Regions from separate parts of the Eptesicus fuscus genome. Here region 1 is linked to region 2. A link is a contact called in public Hi-C data. All regions are on one chromosome and are shown on one strand. Each heading gives the region's core, a stretch centred on a gene start, on an enhancer-like site or on the middle of the called end of the contact. The rest is flanking DNA. Distances are from core to core; before and after follow the strand shown.

Region 1 (5,981 bases), core at 3,482-5,981, 130 kb after region 2:
TACTTGGTCCACCTTTAAGTGCATGGCCAAATATAGATTGCCGATTTTTCTCTCGGAGCTAACATAATTTGGCTACAGCTGAAACACCTAAGCTGAGAAAGGGAGCACAGTAAAATGTTGGGATAATTTACAGGCCAGTGGGCCCAGAAGAACTTGATCAATGGGACAGTGGAAATGACGCCAAAAGATGGAATCCGGGTGAGCTACTCCAGGATAACAAGGCCCTGGTGGTTTGGGCAGGAGGAACAAGGAGAAACAAAACCAACCAGTTCTCCCCACGTGCCCCTCCAGAAGCCATCTGGGCCCCCTTCGGCCAATTGACGGGAGGAGCCTGAGCCTTCCTGTGCCCAGACTATTAGCACCCTAATTCAGCTGTTACCCAGAAGCTAACCAGCCTTGGGTGAAAGCAAATTAAATTTCAAATTGCATTTATCGAATTCTTTCCAGGGAGTTTGCCCTTCGTTCAAAAGGAACATAAAATAAAAGTTCTTCATAAAAGAGATTAAAAACATATTTCTCCCAATCGCCCCATTTTTTTTTACCTCAAATGCTAAAAGGAAGCAGAGTTATATTCATGAGGGAGAAAATACTAAATTTTAAGTATCCTCTACATATCAAAAAGTTAAGACCACTGAGCATACTCTTTTTATAGCCATATTTATGTTCAAAACAAAACAAAAAAAAAAACAGTATTGGGTGTGGGGAGTGGAGGGTGAGGGGCACTTAATTTTCCATGCCTAATTTCTGTGTTTCTAAACATCACTTTTTTCATTATTTTAATATTAAGAGACAGATTAAAGAAGAATGTTAAAATTGAGGATGTCAACTGCACAGATTTGGGGGGAAAGGAGGACAGAAAAGTGGGATCAGGAAAAGATTACCTAATATTTTTATTTTTACTGATATTCCCAGAAACTTTCAGTTTGAGAGTCATTAAAAGAGAAAGCAATTTCTGCGGATAGACTGTCACCTAGTGGTGAGTTTTTACCTTATTCATAACGTGAGCAGAGTTTGGGGATGCTTTTACAGGACATTGCACATTTCTCTTTGAGATCCTTGGGGAACCTTTAGTGTATTGTCACAGTAGAATAGACTCACCTGTGTGTTTCCAGAAAGCCTAGCGTTCATGTAGCCAATAGCTAATACACGGTGAACCTCCTTCAAAAGGAGTTTTGCCTCTGTCATTACTTAAATTGTATTGTCAAAGAGACCCTACCAAGCAAAATTAATATTAACTTTCTCTTCTGTTTTCCACCAATGGCACCTTCACAATTCTCTCTTTCTAGTAGTCATACTAGGCCCAAATTTTCCAATGATTAGAAAATGACAAATGAGCATGCTTAACCCATTGGCACATCAGTCCAGAGGTACAATTCAGAAAGAGGGTCTCCAAGTCAGCAAGGAGGCAACAATGTCCAGGTTTAATCCACACCCAGAATTCCTCCCTTCCTGTCCTCTAAGGGGCACGACAGTCCTCTTCCTCCAGCTCCTGTGCCTGCCAAGCTCCCTAGCTTCCCCTTCTCTGTGCTGACACCAATCCTCCTGGCCACAGGGGCCCCTACTATTGCATCAGCACAAGGAGGCACCAACCTCTCCTCAGAGCTAAAGGCCACAGAGCTAGCATTCTGTTCTCAGTTATCAACATTCGTTCTGCATTTGATACTGATTCAACTACTTCTTGAGTGCCTGCCATGTAACAGGCACTATGTGGGTCCCAGGGAACAGAATAGACACATACGGACTTCAGGAAACTTACAAACTAATGGGGAGGACTAAACTCTATATCCCCAAGCTATTTCCTCTTCATCACTGGCTTTCAAGCTTGAATTGTGGTGGGGAGAAAAAGATGATGTGAAATAAATAAATATATAACAAAATAAATAAATATTTATTTATTTATTTACAAAACAAGAGAGTTGAAGGGAGCATATGTCTCCAATCCCAACCTCCCTGCACTGCGCTCTGGACTGTGGGAAAACAAAGAAGCAGGACATGTTGCCAGCCTTGATTACCTCCCAGTGGAGTTAGAGGTCAAGAAATCCTATCTGATAAAGAGGGAATATGCTAATTGACCCTCATGCCCACAGCCAATAAGGAAGGAATATGCTAATTGACCCTCATGCCATTGCAAAGATGGTAGCACCCACAGCCAATAAGGAAGGAATATGCTAATTGATTGTCCTGCCCTCAAAGATGGTAGCACCCACAGCCAATAAGGAGGGAATATGCTAATTGACTGCCCTGTCCTCAAAGATGGTGGCACCCACAGCCACAAGATGGCAGTACCCAGTCCCCTCAGCCCTGCTGGGGCGGCAGGCGTGCCACAAGGCCGTGGGCCCAGCCGCTCTGAGCCTGCCTCCAGAGTCCCCAAGTCCCCTCAGCTCCCCAGCCACCCAGTGCCAGCCCGAGGCACAGGCAAGCCTCGGATATCGGCTGCCCAGCCACCCAGGGCCGGCTGAGGCTTGCGCTGCCAGGAGTGGCAGCAGCAAAGGTGTGATGGGGCATTACCTTCCCTGATCGCCAGGTCGCCTCCCGCCCCTGAGGGCTCCCGGACTGTGAGAGGGGGCAGGCCAGGCTGAGGGACCCCCACCCTCCAGTGCATGAATTTTCATGCACCAGGCCTCTAGTAAAAGCATAAAAAGTTAAGTGGTAATGATGATAAAATACTGAACAATATAAGAAATGTCACTGAGCCCTTGCCGCTTACCAGCAAAGTGTTAGAGGGCTGAAGCTAGCACTCAGCCTTTTGTTGCTTCTCCCTTCTTCTAGGCCCTACTCTTGTCTGACTTAGCTCAGTTGTCACCTCCCCCAGGAAGAATTTCTGAAATAGTTTCCTGCCTCATCATGTACACACACACACACATACACACTTACACAGAGTCACCTCTCAGCCCAGATTAGTCTCTCCTCCATGTTTCTTAAAATCTTTGCAGAGGTCTATTGCTGCACTTACCATCTTTTTAAAGATAAATGTCTTTCCCACAATTCACAGTAGAGACTTTGGGTTTCTTAAGGCCAGAGAGTGGATTCTCTGATGTGTCCTCCTTCAAACCTCCTCATCAATGGTGCAGTGTGGAACCTCTGTCCCAGGAAGATGGGCACTCTCTCTCCTTCCACAGGTGTCAGCCCTGCATGACAACCTGAAGGCTCTCCCTCCCCAAGTAAGTCTCCTGCACATCAAATCCCATTTTAGCATCTGCTTCTTAGTAACCTAACACATTATTATAAGGAATTGCTTTGACTGCCATCCTATATAATAAAAGGCTAATATGCAAATTGTCCCCTCTACCAGGAGTTCGACTGGGAGTTCGACCAGGGGGCTGGCCAGCCAACTGCTTGCAGCCCCTCCCCCCAGCCAGCCTCACCCCTGATCAGCCCTCGAACCCCAATCCGGGGTGGGGCCGGCCAGCCAACCTTCCGTGTCCCCTCCCCCTGGCCAGCATGCCCAATCGGCTGTGATCAGGGCGGGCTGGCCGGACCCCACCCATGCATGAATTTGTGCACCTGGCCTCTAGTATTGACATACTAAACAAGAGTTTAAACATTTAGAATATTGGTTTATTTGGTTGATGATGTTAAGCTCAATGACCCATACCTTCAGGTATTGAAATACTTAATTTTGTATATATTAAAAGTATGACTGAAAAATTTGCAAACATTGTCCCATTAGGATACAATGTTCTTGTTAACATTACAAAACAGATAGATATAACTAGGACACTTCCTTCCTTCCCTCCTTCCTTCATTGAAGGATAACATAGAATAGTGGTTAAAATATCAGCTCTCAGACTATCTGAAAACAAATCAAATCACAACTCAACCACTCAGTGGCTCTATGGCCTTTGGCAAATCACGTAAGCCCTTTAAACCTCTGTTTCTAATCTGTAAAGTAGGATGGTGCTTCTTCATCTTTAAAATGTGAATTTAAGAAATAATGCCCATGCCCAGCCCTTTTGGGCATCGACCTATGAACCAGGAGGTCACAGTTCCATTCCCAGTCAGGGCACATGCCTAGGTTGCAGGCTCCGGGGTCCGTGCAGGAGGCAGCCAGTCAATGATTCTCTCTCATCACTGATTTTTTCTATCTCTCTCCCTCTCCCTTCCTCTCTGAAATCAATTAAAAAAAATTTTTTAATAAATAAGTAATAAAAAATAACGCCCACCACATAGGATTGTTTTGTGAGTTGGTGAATTAATTACTGGTGCTTTGTGTAATAAAATAACGATTATTATGGATTTAAAAGCACTTTGTAAACTAGAAAGCCTTAAGGGGGGATTTCTTTTCTCTAAGGGAAATAATAAGCATCAGCCCTTGCTTTGTTTGGAAAACGGAGGTTACCTCACATCAGCGGGAAAGCAGAGGACCTGCTTATGGCGGTGTTTCGGATTTATCAGCACAGGACCTGATGTTAGAAAATAAACGTGCTATTCCTGCAAGCGGAGACATTTTGGTTAAAAATATTTTTCCCTTTCAAAACTCTTCTTAATTGTTCTCAAGAATAAGCCAGAAAAGCTGCTGCATTAGTACCTTGCCCATTTTGATATCAGGTCACCTCTCTTTTTCGCCGGGAGAGTGTGCGGGGTTGGGACAGCGACCTGAGGTTCCAAGCCCACAACCTCCAAATACCTGAAGCTGCAGGGCGCGCGGGGAGGAAAGTCAGGAGGAGAGGCGCCCGAGGCGTCCGCCGGTGGGAGGCGCACGGGCGACCCGCGCTGCGCGGCGGCCGGAGGTGCCAGCGGGCTGCGTGCCGGCCTCGGGGAGCCTGCGCCGCGCAGGTGGCCGCTCAGCCCACCGGCTCAGGTGAGACCCCGGGAAGCGCAAACCCCGCTCTCGGGGTGCGGGACGCGCGACTGTGCGCGACCCCGCGTGACTCGGCGTGTCCCGCCGCCCTGCGCGCTCTGCAGGAAGAGCCGCTGAACTACAGCCCCCAGGGTCCCTGGGCGTGGCGGGCGCGGCGCGGCGCGGGGCGGGCGGCCCGCGGGGATAAAGAGCGGCGCGTGGCGGCGGCGGCTCTGCGCGGAGCGGCGGCGGCGGCCACGGCGAGGGAGGCGGGCCCGGCGTCTCGGGTGAGCGGGGCGCGCGCGGGCGCGGATGGACGGGCGGGGACGGGGAGGCCACCGGGGATGCGAGGAGAAGGGCGCAGGGGACGGGGTCCAGGGCGGGCGAGAAGGTGCGGGCCCCAGGGAAAGGAGAAGGCGGGTAGGCTGGGAAGCGGGGCCAGAGGAACGGTGAAGGCGACACCCTCCGGCCTGAAGCCAGTCAGGAGATGGGGGCGAGGGACCCCTGGATTCCTTCCAGGTCCTTTGGTCAAAATGACCAGCATCAGCGGTTGAGCGATTGAATTTGATACAATCTCTTCATTTTATGGGACGTGGGTCGTATTTCTGTGTTTTGGTTTTAGTTTTGTTTTGTTTCTCTATTTCGTTTCTTCCTCTCCAAGTATTTCTCTGTCAAGTCATTCTTCTTACCCAGAGTTGCCTGCCCGCCCTCCCTCCCTTCCTTCTTTCCTTCCTCCCTTCCTTTCTCTTTCTCTCTTACTCTGTTTTTCTTTCTTTCCTTCCCCCCTTCTTCCTTCATTCCTTTTTTTTTTTTAAACTTTGCCCTTTTCAGAGAATTTGACTAAGGTAACCTGAATTATTTGCGCTAAGAATTCTTGTCTGTGGATAGAGGCATACGATTCCAAAAGTAATATTCCCTCCCCAGTGTTTTGAGTAATAACGTTCTAGATTCACATTAAACCTTCAGCTGGTGAACATCCTAACCGTTTGCTTTGGATACAAGCTATAAAGAATTTCAAAGCATAACATTACCAAGTTTATTTAAAACTCAAATTGACAAAATATCCATGCTTCTCCAGTTACAGCTGCTATGATCTTTTACCTACTAAGGTAAGAAACATTCAAACCTGTGAAGACTTTTTGTGAGTTTATTTGAGCCAAACTGTTGACAATTGCCAGGAAGCAGAATCTCAACGGATTGA
Region 2 (5,955 bases), core at 2,755-5,254:
TGCTTTGCAGAACCTGCCTCCCACACAGGGGCAGCTGCCTCAGGGCTGGGTGACTCAACCTCTCTTCCCGGCTGGCTCCTCACTGCCAGGAGGCTCAGGTGTGTGAGGGCTCTGCTGAGCTGCAGCTGGACGGAGAGGCGTTGGTGGCCGAGGCTTGGGCCGCCAGGTCCTGGTAAGCGGGTGACTTCAGGAAGCGTGGGTAGGAGTCCTTCTCCATCAGGGTGCGTGTCTTCCCCTGAGCCACATCGAAGCACGCGGCCGTGGCAGCCTGCAGGTTGGTCCTGGTCAGCTCCCTGGTCTCGTGGTCTATGTTCACCTGTGGGAAGGAGGGCAAGCGCATGGGTGAGTGGGGGTTGCGGGGCACGGTGAAGGGTCCAGCAGGCAGAGGGAGGAAGGACTGGCAGCGGGGGCAGTGGAAGGAGCCCTGGATTCTGAACCAGGAACCCGGGGTCTCCAGAGTCCATTACTAAGTGGCTTTCAACTCTGGGCCTGCCCCCACCTCTGATCCAGTGTCTGCCCTCCAATCTCTCAGAATCCTCAAGCATGTGTTAAGACTGTCCACCTGCAACCCCTTTTCACCCCTTCCTCTCTAACAACCGCTCCTAGGTTAGTGCCAGAGCCTGCTAGCGGGTCATTCCCTCCTTCCTCCCTCCTCTTCCCTCTTCTCTCCTCCCGCCTCCCCCCCCCCCCCTCACCGTCCCCCCCACCCCCTAAGATGAGAGTCTGGTGGCAACTCTCATCTTGCCATGTCACTCAGAGGAAAGCCAAAGTGCGTGCTGGGCCCACGCAGCTACCTGGACTCACCCCTGGCCACCTGCCACCTGTGTGACCTCATCTCCTATTCTCTCCCCACTCTCCCCGCTCCACACAGGCCAAGGTGCTGGTTTGTGATGATGACAACACGCTCTGGCCTTTGCCCTTTCCTTTTCCTGTTAGGTGTTCTGTCCTCCCATAACTCTCATGCCTCTGTTCATGTGTCACCTTATCGGATCCCCACCTCTCACTTCCCTCTGTAAAATGGAAAGACCTCCCTTCCGTCCCCCTGTGCTCCCTCCCCTACCTGCTTTATGTTTATCAGAGGACTAGAGCACCCCCTGGCAAATGTTTATTTGTTTGATTGGTTGCTGGCACCTTCTCCCACTCAGATAGAGGCTCTGTTTGTTCACCGCTCTCTTCCCAATGACTATAACGGAACCTGGCATGGAATTGATGCTCAATAAATCTTTACAGAGTAATGTGGACTAGATAAAAGTGTTCAGAAAATAAAATAGAAAGTATGCCACTAAAAGCAAAGCATTACTCTCATCTCTCCACTAGGTGGCCCCATGTTCTTTAGCAAATGCAGGCGCCAGGCGGTGGAGGCCTGAGAGAAGGTTGCAAGTTCACTGACCACAGAGCTGCCCATCTGAGGCAGGCCAGCCAGGGGAGCGAGGCAGGTTACACAAGGTCCCTACAATGAGCTGGCTCCCCAGTGGTGTGTTTTGGGCTTCTAAAAATGGCTTAGTCTGCAAGAGTGGGTGTGGACAGATGCCAAGACACCTGCCAAACCCTTCAACCCTATCAGTGAGTCTGAGGGCAATGGCACCCAAGGGTGGCACGAAGCCCCCAATTCTCAGTGGGGAAGGAACAGGCAGGGTCTGGAGGATCTTGGGACACATCTGGGCTCTGACCTCTTTGGGGGCTTCGCTGCAGATGAACTCCTCAAAGATCCTGTGCGCCCGGGAGGCCAGCTTGGTAGCTGACCGGATCTTCTTGAACTCCTCACAGGCCAGCCAGAACTCCAGGTTCTCCTCGCTGAACTCCGTCTTCAGGAAAGCATGGAAGGCAGCCACCCCATCTGGGTTGGAGGGAGAGAGGAAGAGACTGGTCAGACTGAGGGAACAGCAGGGAATAAAAGAAGCAAAGACAGCCATTGCCGTTAACGGCTCTATTTTTAGGATGCAATTTTCTCGAACAAGGACCTGCCTTTGTATTCTGAATAGAGGCTGGCACACTAGGGGATCATTATTATTATTATTATTACTACGGCTGTTATCTTGCCCACCCCTTTCAGCATCTCTCAGGCTGGCCCCCAAGCGCATGAGCACACACGTGCCATCCACAGACAGACACCACAGGGTCCTACTCACTTTTACTGCTCAGCAGCGAGTCAAACGACTCTCTCCATCCCAGCACATCTTCTGAGAAGTTTCTGCTCAAAAGAAAAAAAGGCCAAGATTTTAATTTAAAGAAAAAGGCCAACCAATTCATGCAATAGCACAAACCCTAGCCAGAACTCTGATGGGAGTTGCCTAATTCACACGAAGACTTGCTCAGTGATTATTGGAGCGGACTCCTCCAACCCTCGGTTGCGGGGAGGGGGAACAGAAGTATTTTCTAGAAGGCAAGTCTGTAACCAGGAACCAAAGCCAGGCCCCGTTTGGTCCTCAGTAAATACCTTCTAAGACGCTCTCTTTGCTGTCCAAGATTCTTGCTTTCCCCCCTGACTCTCGGGGTGGGTATCGTTTTGTACATTTTCCCAAGGAAATAAGGGCCTCGTGAATAAAGGGTATGCCGCCCAGAACCCCAGAGCCTGGCACAGTTGATGTGCAATATGAAAGGGCTTCTAGGTAAGGCGCATACTCGTGGAAGTAGATCCATTGATTGAAAACTTCAAGCGTCTTGGACCCTGTCCGGGCCCTGGAGGCCTGTGCAGTGACATCTCCAGGTGGGAGAGTATGAGAACTGGACATTCGGGTCCTGGGGACGCTCATCTGTGGGCAGACTTAGAACCCTGGAGCCATCCTCCCAGTCACCCATGAGCCAAGCAGCCATAGCGGACCAGCAGGAAGCCCGGGGAGGGGTCACCAAGGTCCCCCCCCCCCCCAGCATGTCCTAGTTTCTCCTTCCCATGACTCCTTTCCTCAATCTGGCTCGGGCTCCTCTAGGGGCCCTGGGCTGGTCAGCAGGACTCACCGCTCTTTGCTGTGTTTGGTGCTCCCCTCGGACTTGCCAGCATTGCCAGCATCGGAGCTGAGGTCTGATTTGTGAAGAAAGATCCCCAGCCGGGTCTTGAACTCTTTGGCCCTGGAAGACAAAGCAGGAGCATATAAGGATTCCCCGTGTGCTCAGCCAGGGCAGAGAGGTTTATGGGGGTCTCAGAAGAGCTCAGGCTGGCGCCCCCTGAATTCCAGCCTCAAGGGTTCCTGGGAACTTGGCTTCTCTCCTTAGTGTCATGAACCCCCAAACCATGAAAGGAATGTTTGAGCCGGGCCTCCGGAGATCTTACACTGTCTTGAGTTTACAGCACTTCAGACACTTAAGTCACACTGCTCTCGCCCTCCGGGCTTGTGCTGAATACTTCTGGAACTGTGTGGAAACTAATTCCTCATCTTTACCTTGTCCTTCCCCGGCCACCAGCTCCAGCAAGGATTGGGGGCAGCTGAGTAGCCGCCTGGGAAGTGGGCCCATCCCTCACCTGCGGACTCCAAAACCACCTCCCCGCCTTCCCAGGGCCCGAGGAGGCCACGCCCCTAGGTGTGGGCTAGCCAATAAGAACCAAGTGCTTAAGAAAATTTAGGGGTCCGGTTCGGCCCGGAGATGCCAACGTGGTCTTCAGCGGGTCACCTGAGAAGGACTGCCATTTGTCAGAGGCTCGAGAAGGACAGTAAGCAGCGGTCCCTGTGTTCCCGCCTCTCTCCCCTTGGCTCGAGTGCTTCTCTAAGGTCCTAAGGGGAGCAGCTGAGCAAGTGGCACCCAGGTGACCTCTGCCTCTCCCATCCATCGTCAGCATCCTCTCATCCCGCCCACCCTGGTCCCCAAGCCGGCGCCCCACTGGCTCCGGGCGGCGGGACAAGCCCCTCTTACCTCTCCAGGCAGGTGGTGGGGAAGGCGGACAGGGTCCGGCACATGGCTGCGGGTGCAGGGCAGCACGTCGCGGGGAGATGGGTGGCGGGCTCCAGTGGGCACGGCAGCGCGAGAGGCAGAGGGTCCGCTGCGGCTGATAACTCGCCGGCTCGGGTTGGGTTTTTCAGGCTGCACGCGCGGAGCCCGCGATCTGGCGGCTTTTATTCTCTCGGAGGGGAGGGGGCGGGGCGGACTGCTCGCCGCCGACCAATCCGAGAGCGGGACTGAGCGCCGCCGAGGCAGAGGCGGGGGCCGCGAGCCGAACCCCCTGGGCGCCGGCGCAGGACTGCACCCCGCCACCCGCGTGCAACCTTCACACGGGGGTGCGGCGGGGAGGGGGGGTCACACGGGACGGCCTTCCTCCGGGCAGAGAAGTCACAGGAAGATGAGACGCGCACACCCAGTTACAGGGGAAAAAAACCCGCTGGTCTCTGGTAAAAGCTGGAACCAACGCAGAGATAGAGGATTCTCGTAATGGGGTGAAGGGTCTGGGAGGTACACATGGTGTGGATCACAGCCTGAGCCTGTTGGGCCCTGAAATGCAACCCCGGGCTAGAGAGCATCGTGATTATACTGGTAACTGCCATTGACTGTGCCCCTAGCCGGATGGCCACCCGGCTAAGGAAGCCCTCTATCATCTCATCATCACCTCCTTTTGATAAGTGGAGAAACTGAGTCAGAAAGTGAAAGAGACTTGCCTGAGATGCTAGAGTTGGGAATAGCGGACATAGGGAGGGAGGTGAGGACTGAGGGAGCCCCTTACTAAGACAGGTTAAATAACTTGCTCCGAGTTACACGGTAATGAATTTACTGTTTCCCACTGCTTCCTCCTCAAAAAAAAAAGAAAGAAAGAAAGGAATCTCAGCACCTCTGTCACTGATGAGTGATCCTGGGTATAAGAGCTGCTGATTCAGTGTCCTGGTCTCTGAGATACAGGTGATAAATGCTTCCCCTGCCTCTCTCCTCACCTTCCCATCAAGGCCATACAGCCTCCCTTTTTGCCCCCAGCTCCCTCTGGGGTCGCCATGAGGAGGTTGCTTGCGGGGTTGCCAGTGTGGCGTTTAGAGCCAGATCCTGGCTGCAAATCATGGCTCCACCATTTACTGAGGGAAGATCTTCCTTGGGCAAGCCTCTTCACCTTTCCCGGCCTCGTTCTCCTCCTCTCTAAGATGAGAACATGAGATGTGTATTTCATAAGGTGGGTGTGAGGGGTAAATAAGCTAATTCTTAGTTTTCGTTTCCCAGGAAACAGGAAATTCAGTTCCTCTGAGGCAGAGACTTGCTGGGCAGAGTTCTCAGAACTCAGAGGAGTGAGGGAGGCTGGGGTGGGCAGAGGGAGGAGGTGAATGCTACTGGTGGAACAGTCCCTTGAAGCTGTCCCCCACTGAAGCAAGGGTTCAGATACCCCCACCTCGGCCTTTCATTGGAAGCCGTTGCCCCAAGAGATGGCCTTATATTAAACAAGGCAACTCTCTCTCTCTGTCGAGGGGAACGCCTAAAGAGACTGCACTGGGGATGAAGGCCTCGGTCCCAAAGAGGGGATTTGGGCGGCATGCCAAAATAATAGGTGTTATTAGCACCTGCAATAACATGTAAGGCTCTAAGACTGAGAAGGCTAACCCCTATTTTTGTAAAACTACTGTTTGAAATTCTCTGCTATTAGATGATCCCTTATTCTGTGAGTCAACTCTTATTATTTTTAGACGGCCCCTTACTCTGTAAATTAACTTTGCTCTCTAGCTGCTTGAATAATAGGGAAGATAAACTTGGCTGTCTGACCTTGTAGGCTAGTCATCTAATGTAAGGTCCGGAAAAACCCTTATTTGGGAGACAAAGGGGGTGGAAAGATATAAATAGGGAAAGCTTCCTCCATGTTTTTGGTCATAAATTTGGGAGACATCTCTCTCTGGGCCCACTGGCGTAATAAACAGCGTAACTCCATTTCTCTGGTTTTTCTCCCGTCTTCTATAAGCATCATTTCTTCTGTAACAAGATCAGTGCTCAGCACATGGTCAGCACTCACTAAATGTTAGTGCTCAGTTTTACTTAACACAGGGATTGCTAGACAGT

What was found. Hi-C and Micro-C count contacts between places; a contact is called where the count stands out from the background.
Region 1: a contact with region 2 is called in a Hi-C map of liver, with 5 times the contacts expected there. The contact joins the promoter of NPL here to the promoter of RGS16 in region 2. A contact is called at or near these places in 2 of 2 Hi-C or Micro-C datasets (liver and muscle).

What each region holds. Positions count from the first base shown.
Region 1 is chr22:25,014,928-25,020,908 of DD_ASM_mEF_20220401, forward strand. It overlaps NPL (N-acetylneuraminate pyruvate lyase), which reads left to right and starts at 4,732. Exons shown (of 12, transcript XM_054711965.1): 1 at 4,732-4,801.
Region 2 is chr22:24,886,668-24,892,622 of DD_ASM_mEF_20220401, forward strand. It overlaps RGS16 (regulator of G protein signaling 16), which reads right to left and starts at 4,005. Exons shown (of 5, transcript XM_028152133.2): 1 at 3,847-4,005; 2 at 2,956-3,066; 3 at 2,130-2,191; 4 at 1,671-1,837; 5 at 1-316. The coding sequence starts at 3,890. The coding sequence ends at 95. It overlaps RGSL1 (regulator of G protein signaling like 1), which reads left to right. Exons shown (of 24, transcript XM_054711451.1): 24 at 11-92.